Regions from separate parts of the Mus musculus genome. Here region 2 is linked to region 1. The links are chromatin contacts, called in public Hi-C maps. All regions are on one chromosome and are shown on one strand. The core of a region is the stretch at or near the end of the contact, and the rest is flanking DNA. Distances in the headings are between cores, read along the strand shown. Region 1 overlaps Rprd2 (regulation of nuclear pre-mRNA domain containing 2). Region 2 overlaps Arnt (aryl hydrocarbon receptor nuclear translocator).

Evidence for each region. Hi-C and Micro-C count contacts between places; a contact is called where the count stands out from the background.
Region 2: a contact with region 1 is called in a Hi-C map of bone marrow-derived macrophages, with 26 read pairs. The contact joins two enhancer-like sites. A contact is called at or near these places in 1 of 15 datasets of contacts at CTCF or cohesin (the NIH/3T3 cell line), 6 of 484 Hi-C or Micro-C datasets (the Ba/F3 cell line, bone marrow-derived macrophages, cortical neurons and 2 more), 2 of 115 datasets of contacts at active chromatin or transcription factors (T-cell acute lymphoblastic leukemia and large pre-B cells) and 4 of 9 other capture datasets (adipose tissue, embryonic stem cells, liver and 1 more).

What each region holds. Positions count from the first base shown.
Region 1 is chr3:95,777,302-95,783,223 of GRCm38.p6, reverse strand. It overlaps Rprd2 (regulation of nuclear pre-mRNA domain containing 2), which reads left to right. Exons shown (of 11, transcript NM_001368178.1): 7 at 2,634-2,809. Among named protein-coding and RNA genes, the nearest start is that of Gm26361, 17 kb to the left of the region's middle. Within about 2 kb of position 2,758, at least 4 of the 459 cell types and tissues checked have an H3K27ac peak or open chromatin away from gene starts, as enhancers often do. A contact at or near this core is called in bone marrow-derived macrophages, where this site is marked.
Region 2 is chr3:95,456,004-95,461,884 of GRCm38.p6, reverse strand. Arnt (aryl hydrocarbon receptor nuclear translocator) reads right to left here. Exons shown (of 22, transcript NM_001037737.2): 4 at 1,464-1,508. Among named protein-coding and RNA genes, the nearest start is that of Arnt, 25 kb to the right of the region's middle. Within about 2 kb of position 2,579, at least 24 of the 459 cell types and tissues checked have an H3K27ac peak or open chromatin away from gene starts, as enhancers often do. A contact at or near this core is called in bone marrow-derived macrophages, where this site is marked.

The sequences.
Region 1 (5,922 bases), core at 1,509-4,008:
GCTTCATATACACATTCTTATTCTCACTTTCTTGCTGTATTGAATTATCAACTATCAGCTGTTCTTTCTCTTTGTGGTTCATTGGTTTTGTTCTTTAGTACAGTCACACTATCATCTTGTAGAGTCAAGTTTAAATTTCTCTCCTTGTTCACATTATAATAGTTAAAATTATTTTTTTAAAGATTTATTTATTATTATATGTAAGCACACTGTAGCTGTCTTCAGACACACCAGAAGAGGGCATCAGGTCTCATTATGGATGGTTGTGAGCCACCATGTGGTTGCTGGGATTTGAACTCAGGACCCTCAGCAGTCAGTGCTGAGCCACCTCACCAGCCCAATAGTTATAATTATACTCGTAATTTATTAGAATCTAAGAGTCTTGCAGTCAGAGATTATCTGTTACTCTAATGCTTGAGCAAGTGCAAGGGGTATTTGGTGTGGGTCTTTAGAATGAGTAAGTGGTGATTAGCTGTTCACTTTTGTATCTGTTTTACTCCTGTACCATGCTTTAATTTTACTTAGTTATTTGTAGAATTACAGAATATTTTACTAGAACATGAGATTTATAGACGTTTCTAGATAAGCCATACAAAATGGTCATGAGCTCTTTTTTTCCAAAGATTAAAATCTACACTTTATAGCAAAGTCATAATGCTGTTAGTGAGGGTTGTGGTATTTGTTTAATATTCTCATTTTGCTTCAGACAACATTTACAGTATCTATATGAAGTTAGACTTGGCTAAGACTGTATCCTAAACTGGATAGCTGTGTTTAACAGCTCATGAGGGAAGGGAAGGTGTGTGTGGCAGCCAACACATACACACACCATTTATAAACAGTTCACATTGACACAAACGATGCTTCTAGCTCTGTTCCTGCTTTACCACAGGGACGTAGATCTGCTAATGCACATAATCACCAAAGATCACGATGCCTGGGCCTTTATTTTGTAATGTTTCTAAGGGTGTGTCGATTCAGTGTGAACAAAATATCTTGGCAGAGCAGAAGTAAGTGATAATACACTTGAGTGACTTCAGCATTATCCCTGTCCTCTGCTCCACACTAAATTGAACGTAAGGTGTCTAATCCAATCCTAATCACTATGCAGAAGCATCCTACAAAGCTGTGATCCCAGGGGAGAGCCGAGGGCTCATGCAGGTCAGCACACACGAGGAAAGGAACATGTGCTGGACTTTAAGGACACTTTGCAGAGAAGAGTGAAGAACTTTTGTCTGATGCCCCAGAGTTGACTTAACTTCTCTGAAGCTTGGTTTCCATGGAAGAGACATATTGTAGACTATTCTGCACTGCAGTGCAGTGAGAAGGGTGGGCCTTTGTCCTGATCTTCCTGAGGAGGGTATGGAGAATGTTTGCACAATGAAGGATGTGGGACAGAGAGGGCCAGTGCTTAAGAATATTTGCTGTCCTTCCAAAGGACCTGGGTTCAGTTCCCAGCACCCATGCTGCGTGACTCACCACAACTGGCTGTAATTCCAGTTTCTCATGTGCTCATACACATAAAATAAAATAAAAAGTTAAAAAAAAAAGTTCAGCTAAGCTTTGTCTTAATTACAGACACCTCATTCACTCTCACGAATTCACGTGGAACTGTTTCTGTCGGTCTGTGCAGAGTGTGATGGGGTTGTGGTGGGGAGATTTGGTTTATAGTCTGGTGGCACAAATCTATAATATTAACCACTCAGGAGGAGTTAAAGGACAACCTGAGCAACTTCTTGAAACTCTATCTCAATAAAAGTTTAGGCAAGAAAGATTACACGCTGGAAAACATGTGCTGGCACAGGCTAGTGTTCTCGGCATTTGGGAAGCTGCGGCAGAGGATCTTGAATTTGAGGCCATCATGGGCCTCATACATATGAGTTTAAGACATGGTTGCTCTACATGGTCACTCTCTTAAAACAAAAATAATTGCACACCAAGGCAATAAGAAAAGTGTCACAGAATAGTAAGAACTGTGGCATGGAAAGAAATTTCACTCAAAGGTTTTTGTTTTGTTTTGTTTTGGCTTTTAAGTGAGTTGGTTTAATTCAAAGTGGTACAGAATTCAGAGTACAATGAAGATGGAACAGTAGGCTCCAGTGGGATTCCAGACTGGGTTCACTTTAAATTCACAGCTGAGGTAGGACTTGCTGAATACTGGAGACAATGAGCCATTGCGTTAGTCACTTTATTCATTTTTTTTTAACAAAAATTTATTACAATGTACAACAGGCTCCAAGATAACACTCCATTCTAGCTATTAGTGGCAAAGATGTTATGGCAGGGAATCCAGATGTTTAAATAGGAATGGAAGAGGAGGGTCACCATCACCCCAGATGTGAGGAATAGCTTACTTTTTGCCACATTTCTTAATTCCACCTGTGGCCAGGGGGCCCTTCCCTGCGGCCTTGGCTTTTAGCTGCTCTAGTTTCTTCTGCTCCTCCTTTTGTTTCTGCCTGAAAGCCTTATCTTCCTCGTCCATCTCCTTGGCCTGTTCTTGGGCTTAAACCAAAACTAATTGCACATTATTAGAATAATTTCAAGGGCTTCTTTTTGCCACCTTCCTGGCCTGACATGATGCCTCCAGCCCCTTCCTTCTAATCATGATATAAATACTTTCTTCATTATTTCAGATAAAACAGGTGGAAAGAAGTTCTCCAAAGAATTTGAAGAAGCAAGTTCCAAGCTAGAGGAGTTTGTGAATGGATTAGATAAACAGGTGAAAAATGGGCCCTCACTAACAGAAGCATTAGAGAACGCTGGAATTTTCTATGAAGCACAGTACAAGGAAGTGAAAGTGGTCGCTAACGTAAGTAATTCTGGCTGTTTCATTTTTAATGCTTACATTGCTTACACATACATATATATTTTTATATGTGTATATATAAACACACACACACACACAACACTTTGTACTGGCTGGTTTTGGGTGTCAACTTGACACAGGCTGGAGTTATCACAGAGAAAGGAGCTTCAGTTGGGGAGATGCCTCCATGAGATCCAGCTGTAAGGCATTTTCTCAATCAGTGATCAAGGGGGAAAGGCCCCTTGTGGGTGGGACCATCTCTGGGCTGTTAGTCTTGGGTTCTATAAGAGAGCAGGCTGAGCAAGCCAGGGGAAGCAAGCCAGTAAAGAGCATCCCTCCATGGCCTCTGCATCAGCTCCTGCTTCCTGACCTGCTTGAGTTCCAGTCCTGACATCCTTCAGTGATGAACAGCAGTGTGGAAGTGTAAGCCAAATAAACCCTTTCCTTCCCAACTGCTTCTTGGTCATGATGTTTGTGCAGGAATAGAAACCCTGATTAAGACACACTTTTAAATTTTATTCTTATTGGATGGCATGTATGAGAGAGAGTGGGTAGGAACATATCCTATGGCACATGTGTACATCAGAGCATGACCTTTGGGAGTCAGTTCTCTTGTACCCTTGGATTTCAAGAAGCAGTTGGCAACAAGTACCTTTATCTGCTGCGCTTCCTGGACTCTCAGAAAATATCATGAAGGAGAAAACTGTAACAACAAACAAAAAGTGGCTAAGTCAGTTCTGCCTTCCTCTTGTCAAAATCTCAGCCATTTGAGTTTCTAACTTTGACTCCTTATACTAAAAAGACTGCTAAAAGCCCTGCTCATTAGTGTACTTTACATTTTCTGTCTTCTGTTTTGGATACTCAAGTTTTTACACTGCTCCCCAAAAGCCAAACCTCAGAGAAAAGAACACTACTGACATCAACCAGCTTTCCTCATGGTCTTTCTGCTGGTGCCGGCAGTTTCTAGTACATCCAGATAGATGTTGATAGTGGTCGTTGCGTGTGTTATATAAGAAGGCGTGTGCATGTGCAGTGCCTGGGTGTGCACAGGGGACGCCGGAGATTGTTGACTTCAGGTGTCTTCTCTTTTTTCCCCCCAAAGATTTATTTATTTTAATTTTATGTGTATGGGTGTTTTGTCTACATGCATGTCTGCACCACGTGCATACTGTGGGTTCTGAGTGAACCTGGGTCCTCTCGGGCCTCTTTATTTGAAACAGGTTCGATCTTTCACTGCACATGGATATGACTGTTTCAGCTAGACTTGCTCACCAGCAAGTCCTTGGGGGGGTCTTCCTGTCCTGTCCTGATCCTTCCATCCACGACGCTGTGTCAGTGCCACCACACAAATCTCTAAATGGGTATTAAGTGTCTGAACCCAGGTCCTGAGGCTTAAATGCAAACATTGAGCCCAGTGAGACATCTCCCCTACTTCTGAGTTCCATCTGTCTAGGTTCTTTTGGTGTTTTGTGTGTGTGTGTGTGTGTGTGTGTGTGTGTGTGTGTGTGTGTGTGTGTATGTGTGTATACGTGCGTGCGTGCACAAACGAGAGAAAGGTGGGGGAGATAAGGGTGAGGGTTTCTCTGTGTAGCCATAGCTGTTTTAGATTTCACCCTCAAACTGACCTTGAATTTGGAGGCCTGCCTCTGCCTCCTGGGTACTAGGGTTAAATGTGCATGCCACCATGCCAAGCTAGTGTTCTCCCCACCCCACCTCCTCTCTTAAGATTTATTTATGTATGTGGGTGTTTGTCTTCGTGTCCTTCTGAACACCAGAGAAGGAAGGACATTGGATCCGATGGGACTACAGTTATAGACATTTGTGAGCGGCCATGTGGGTGCTGGGAATTGAACTCAGAACTTCTGGAAGACCAGCCAGTCCTCTTACACTGAGCCATATCTCTAGTGCATGTAGCCCCATGCCCACCTGTCCTACCTCCTGTCCCTTTTGTAAGAATTTTTTGAGATTTTATTTATTTTTACTTTTTAAAATTTACTTTGTGCCTCTGTGTGCACATCTATGCACCATATTTAGTGTCCTTGGAGTCTAGAAGATTGTGTCAGGTCTACTGGAATCTGTAGATGGGTAAAAGCCACCCATGTGGGTGCTAAGAATTGAACCTGTGTCCTCTGGAAGAGCAATCTGCTCTTTAACCGCTGGGTCATGTCTCTAGTCACATGCCTTTGTATGCGAATGTTGTCTACATGTATGTATATGTACATGATCATAACATGTGTGCCTTGTGCCCTCAGAGACAGAGTTAGATCTCCTGGAGCTGGAGTTACAAGCAGTTGTGACTTACCATGTGGGGTCTGGGAAACTGAATGCAAGTTCTCTGTAAGAGCAGCCAATGTTCTTATCTCCTAAGTGCTAGGATTACAGACATGTGCCACTGTGCCCAGTATTTTACTTAGTGTCTTTTAAATAAAGTACTACCTACAATGTGTTCAAGACTCTCAAAACAAAAGGAAGGGGAGGGGTAAGATGGCTTACTCTGTAAGCACCTGCCACCAAACCTAAAGACCTGGATTTGATCTCTCGGACCTTAGCAATGGAGGGGAAGAACCAACTTTGACAGTTTGTTCTCTGACCTCTGCACATTCAGTGTTTTACAAAGCATCTAGCTTTAAGATAATCAAGAGATGAAGAGACGACAGCAGACCACTGAGATGGCTCTGCAGGTAAAGGCAGACTCCTGCCAACCTGATTGCCTGGCTTTGATCCCCAGGACCCACAGGGTGGGTGAGAAAGAACCACCTCCCAACAGTTGTCCTGTCTTAGGAGTTGCATGTCATGGTGCATATTCACACACGTACATATACAATAAAGTAGTAAGAAAAGGAGCCAGGTTCTGGACTTAGAGCAAGTATTGCATCAGCCATGAGGAGTTGGTGAATGAGTTAGAACGGCAGCTCTGTGCTCTTCCCCCAAAATACTTGTGACCTCTGTCTAATCATAACAGAAATCACTAGACAAACATCAATTGACCTTTCCAGTATTCCTCAGAATTCTTGAGGTAAATATGTACAGTTGTTAAGGTCATCAGAAACAAAGAAATTTCAAGAATGTCACACACAAGAGGGACCCGGGGAAACATGACTTAGAAAAAGAAATAA
Region 2 (5,881 bases), core at 1,330-3,829, 320 kb after region 1:
AGATTTTATGTGGGTTCTGGGGTTAAGCACTTTAAATCCTGAGTCATCTCCCCAGCCAAAAATTCAGTATCTTCTAAATTTTTAATTATTTATTATCATTAAGTGTGTCTATACAATGTATATATATAAGTACAGGCACATGAGTACCACTGTGTATATGTGTGTGTGTGTGTGTGTGTGTGTGTGTGTGTGTGTGTGTGTGTGTGTAAGGGAAAAACTTTCAGGATTTGAGCTTAAAGTATTGATTTATTTACTTATTTATTTCCAGTGTTTAAATTAGTAGATCTATTTATATAGCAATAAAAGTCCCTTGCCAAATTAAATGAGAGGTTAAATGTTCAGTTCAATTTTCCTATATTTTCTGTCCCTATCTGTTTTGAAAACATAATACCAGAAGATGAGGGGCCCAAATACCAGCAGAGCTCCTAAAAAATGAGTAAATTCTTGGGAGTGGTTCTGAAATTAGATTAAACATTTGTTGATCCTGAATAAGTTCAATGAATCAAGGCAGGGTCTTTATTGTGCATTTGGTGTTTGGGGCCACTGTACTGAAGCAAGTACTCCCGCTGAGCTTCACCCTTATGCCCAAACCTTCTACTTGTGCCTTCTGGGTCTCTCTCCAGAGATACTCAGCTGGGGTGAAGATACTGGGGAGAGTGGTCAGGGACACAGGCTTATACTTGGAACCCAACATCTTGGCTCCCCAAGTAAGCATGAACACTTAATGATAATAAATAAAGCATGTATGTATGTATGTATGTATGTATGCATGCATGTATGTATGTGTATACGTGTACATCTATATATATGTATGATCATGTACATGTAGACGTCAACAGAAGCCAAAAGAGGATGTCAGACTCCCTGGTTGTGCATGCTAGAAACCAAATTCAGGTCCTCTGTCAGAGCAACAAGCACTTTTACCCATAGAGCCATCTCTCCAGCCCCATGACACCCTCCCCTCTTTTTAAAAGAGTAACTTACAGCAAGAATTTTCTAAAAGTAAAACCAGTATATGAGTTGAGAATGATTACTCTTTAATAAAAAGTAAAATCAGGGGTGGGAGGAGAAAAAAAAAGTAAAATCAGTATATTTCATAATCTTCTGACAGTTACTTAAACAAATTTAAGTTTGGTATCCAGAATAAAAACTCATTTAAATGAATAAACCATTTTCTATAAAAGATTCTTCTGTATTTGTACAAATATAATATGCCCAAGAAGTCTACAGTTTGTGATCCTGTAGATGCAATATACACATTACTAAAACTTGCATGCATGAGAGAAACATTATGTTAAATATACCTAGCTTCAAGTCAATGAGCATGCATAAATTCCAGGCTGTTTCAAACTTCAGAAGAGGAGGAGACTAACCAGAGAAATTCACTCTCACCTAGATAAAATTTAAATCCAACATTTAGACTGCTTGATCCCATAACCAGGACAAGAATTCTAGTACATTACCTGGCAAACCGCTCTTTGTCATTACACATCTGGTCATCATCGCATCTGAAAAGAAAGGGCAGGGATTAATTCAAACCCTTGTACTTATATCTACTCCGCTCTGAAATAAAAACTAGAAATAAATAAAACTACTCAACAGGGAAAGATAATGGACCAGCACCACAAAGCAGCAGACACTAATAGCATCTGAGAGAACACTGAGAGCCGATGACTATCATGTCTCAGTGACCACACACAGAAAGATGGTATGATGAAAACATGAAATGTCTTGTGATTTCTCTAAAGTTGGGAATATATTTGGGGTTTTTGTTTGGTTTTTTTCCGGGGGGGGGGTGTTTTTTTGAGATGGGGACAGCTATGTAGCACTGGCTAGTCTGGCATTCACTCTCAACTTACAGACCCTTTGCCTCTGCCTCCCAATTGCTTATTACAGGTGTCAATCACTAAGCCTGACTCAGTTTGTTTGTTTTTTAATTGTAGCTTTAAAAAAACAAAAACAAAAACAAAAATCAAAAAACCAATAGAACAGCGTGTGGGTATATTTTTCATGTTTTCATTCTTCTGTGAAAAACAGGATCATAAATATGGGTATTCATCTAATACCCATATTTTGACCCTGCTTTAAGCTGGGTGTGGTAGCATGTGCCTGCAGTTCTTTAGGCCTACTTAGGCAGCTGAGAGAAAAGAACATTTGAGCCAGGTGTAGGAGGCTGGTCTGAGCAACACAGCAACACTCCACAAGGAATGGGGGATGGGAAAGAGATAGCCAAAGCCTCCAAGGGTCAGGGACCATTGCATAAGAGTTAACACTCTGAGTTAAGAGAAAGGGCAGACTGTTGTGGAACACTGCCTTCTGAAATGACATGAGCAATGCATACTTGAATTCACAACAGCTGTGACTACAAAAACTACACAACATCCTAGCATAGAAGGGGGGAGGAGTTCACAAAGCCACAAACCCCCTTGAGGATCTATAAGCAGTTAGTTGCTGGGAGAGCTTTTCTTCATTGTTGTAGCCCCGAGGAAAGTGTAATCACTCACACATACTACTGGTAAGCAACCCTAATGAAACATCCCACTCCAAAAGAAAAAGAAAAAAAAAAAAAGGTCACGAAAGTAGAAGAGGAACTAGTTGGGAAAAGGAAGGGGACTATCGAGAAGAGGATGTCCCAGGGTGAGGGGTGGGGTATACAATGCCTTATATATATGTATGAAAATATAAATTGTGCACAACTGAACCCCTGCATGCAGAATGCAAGTTCAAAGAGGATCAGTTCAAGTTGGAGGTCGGCATGGTCTAGACAGCAAGTTTCAGGCCATCAAAACCAAACTTGTGTTTGCAGCCACAGGGCAGATATGGAGGTGGAGAACAACTTTCAAGAACAACTCTATCCTTTCACAGTGTGGGTTCCGAGATCAGTCACCTCAAAAGCACTCTATGCGTTAGGTCTCTGTGTGTAATTATTGAGAGCAGCTCAGACTTGAATTCACAGCGATCCTTTTACATAAGCCTCAAGTGTTGGGATTATATGTATGTGCCATCATACCTAGCTCAAAACTAATTCATTTAGGGGCTAGAGAGAGAGCTCAATGATTACAAGCACTTGTTGTTCATGCAGAGAGCCCATGTTCAGTTCTCAGAACCCACCTGGCAGCTTACAATTGTCTGTAACTCCAGGTCTAGGAACCAGGCACACATACTGTGCAAGATACATATGTAGGCAAAACACACATATAAAAATAAAAATTTCTAAAGTCTTCAGAAAAAAGCTAATATACAAAGTTTTAGTATGAGCAATCGAATCTTTTAAGCTTGTGAGGCAAGTGACCCTGAGCTGTAACTTGTAAAGTGGCACCATATTCTCTTCCATTGTGACTGTACCATTTTACAATATCACAGTGTATAACTGTTCCGATTCCTCCACTTCTCTAGCAATTTTGTTATTTTCTGGGGGGTTACTTGTGTCTTTTTGAGACAGGAGCTCCCTGTGCAGCCCTGGGTTCCCTCTACCCATGGGAGGCTGGTGGGTATCAGTCTCCAGACTTAGCTCCGATTTTGTTTTGGTTTTGATAGTGGTCTCTGGATTGGATATAAATGTTATCTTTGACTTGTATACCTCCTAAATATCTCTGAATGATTACTAATGTCAACCTTTCACATGCTTCTTGGCCATTTGTATCTTTTCTTTGGAGAAATGCCTCTCCATGTCTTTTGGCATTTTTCCCCCTTTCATTTTTAAATTTGCTTTTACCAACTTTGAAAGTAATCTATGTTTGGTGTAAAACAAACAAACAAAAGCATTAAATTGAAACAAGACTACTCCCTAACTCTTCCTCTGAGAAAGGTTCTCCAAGATGGTAAAGCTCCTGGCTACTGCCTTCTGGGGATTCCTACTTCCCTCCTAACTGTGGCCTACAAGCAAGGACTCTGTGTTCCCAACAGCAGCTACATTCTTCCCGTCTTGCTTCCGGTCTTTGTACTTCCCTTTCCTTTTCTAGGAAGCCTCTCTAGCTAACATCCCATTTCACTTCCTTTTCACCACGTCAGCCTAAAGATGAAATGTGTCCTCCCCCAAAGTCTTGAGGTCTTCAGTCTAATATGGGCCTCAGTTACACAGCAGTAGTGTGAATACCCCTGTCCTATTGAAGTGCTCTCATCTGTCTAGCTGATTACTGTCCTCCCCACAAGAGGCGCAGCACATGAAGAGATAGACTTTAACTCAAAGGAGTCAGAAAATACCTCAATGCTCTAGTCTACTGATTATTCAGATTAGAAAGAATGTGAAAAAACAATACTGTGTTAGGGGTCACAACTTTATTCCCAGAATTAGAAGGCAGAGACAGGCAGACCTCTGGAAGTTTCAGGCCAGCCAAAGCTACAGAGTCAGACCTATTTACAACAAAACAAAAACAAGTGCTAAGCAGGGTGTAGTGGCTTGAGCCTACAGTAGCCTCTGAGAAAAGAGGCTCTCCGTACATTTGTGTAAAGCCTGGGCTATACAAGGCTTGATTGGATTACCAAGTGGGATTCTGTCAAACAAAATGGAGGTAAGTGGTGAGATGTTTCAATAGATAAAACATTTGCTGCCAAGCCTGCTGATCTGAGTTCCCAGAACCTACATGGGAGGGGGGGGGGGCGGTGAAGGGGGAGGGCGCGGATACCTATTCCTCCAAGTTTTCTCTGACCTTCATACATGTGTAGCACATGTGTCAAGATACACACACACACACACGCAAAATGTTTAAAACACACAATGACACACACACACATTCATTAAGTTCTCTTATAGCCACAAATACCCTCTAGGAAGATTTATCAACCTGGAAAGAGTACTCAACCAAAGGACAGGAGGTCAAGAGACAACTATAGATCAAGGCAAACTGTGCCACAACTATCACCCATTACTCAAATGCCCATTCATCGTATCTGTGAATCTTCTACTGAGTTGCCTATGTTGCCATTCCTATGAGACCATATAAATTCTCCAATTTCACTGACTGCACACTTACTGTTTTCCCTTTGGGCAGCTAGGCTACTCTTAGACCACATATTAGTCTATCTACCTCTTCTGTTTACCTGCCTCCAGTCAGTTTGTCTTATCAACTTGGTCATCAAAATGCTTAGAAGAAAAGGAAGGTCTTTCTTCCCCTACACTAGCAACAAAGGCATGCCTATACAGTTACTATCGCTGTCTATCCATGGACACTAACTGAACTGGATGAATAAAATTCAGAATTTCCTTCTTAGTACACACACGCAGAGTAGTGCTGGGAATGAAGCCCAGGCCGTGCACACGCTAAGCACACGCTTCACCACTGAGCTACACTGTAGCCCTATTTTAACCACTGTGCAGCATCAAGAGCACAGCTGCTGTCATTTCTGTCTTATCTTTTTGAAACTGTTTCCTATGTAACTTGATTAAGGTAGAACTCACTAAGCTGCTGCCATTACCCCAGTGCTGGAATTACAGGTACCATACTTGGCTGGGGGTATTATTGTTTTGTTTGGTTTTTTTAATCTTGTATAGATAAGGTCTGGCTATACAGTGCAGGGTGACCTCAAACTTGAACCTATAATCGTCCTGATTAAGTCTCCCCAAGGCTGTGTATCCCACCATGCCTGGCTTATGCAGTGCTGGGAAGGGAACCCAGAGCTTCATGCACTCTAGACAAGCACTGAATTAAGTTGTACCAAATTCTACTTAAAATAAATAAACATTTATTTCTATTTCTATTTGTGAGTGTGTGCTTTGCCATGTGTTTGGGAGACTGTGGAAGCCAGAAGAGGGCACTAGATCCTTTGGCGCTGTAGTTATAGGCAGTTGTAAGTTGCCTAAAGTGGGTTCCAGGTACAAAACTCTAGTACTCTCAAAGAGCAGCAAGCACTCTTAATAGCTGAGCCATCTCTCCAATTCCCA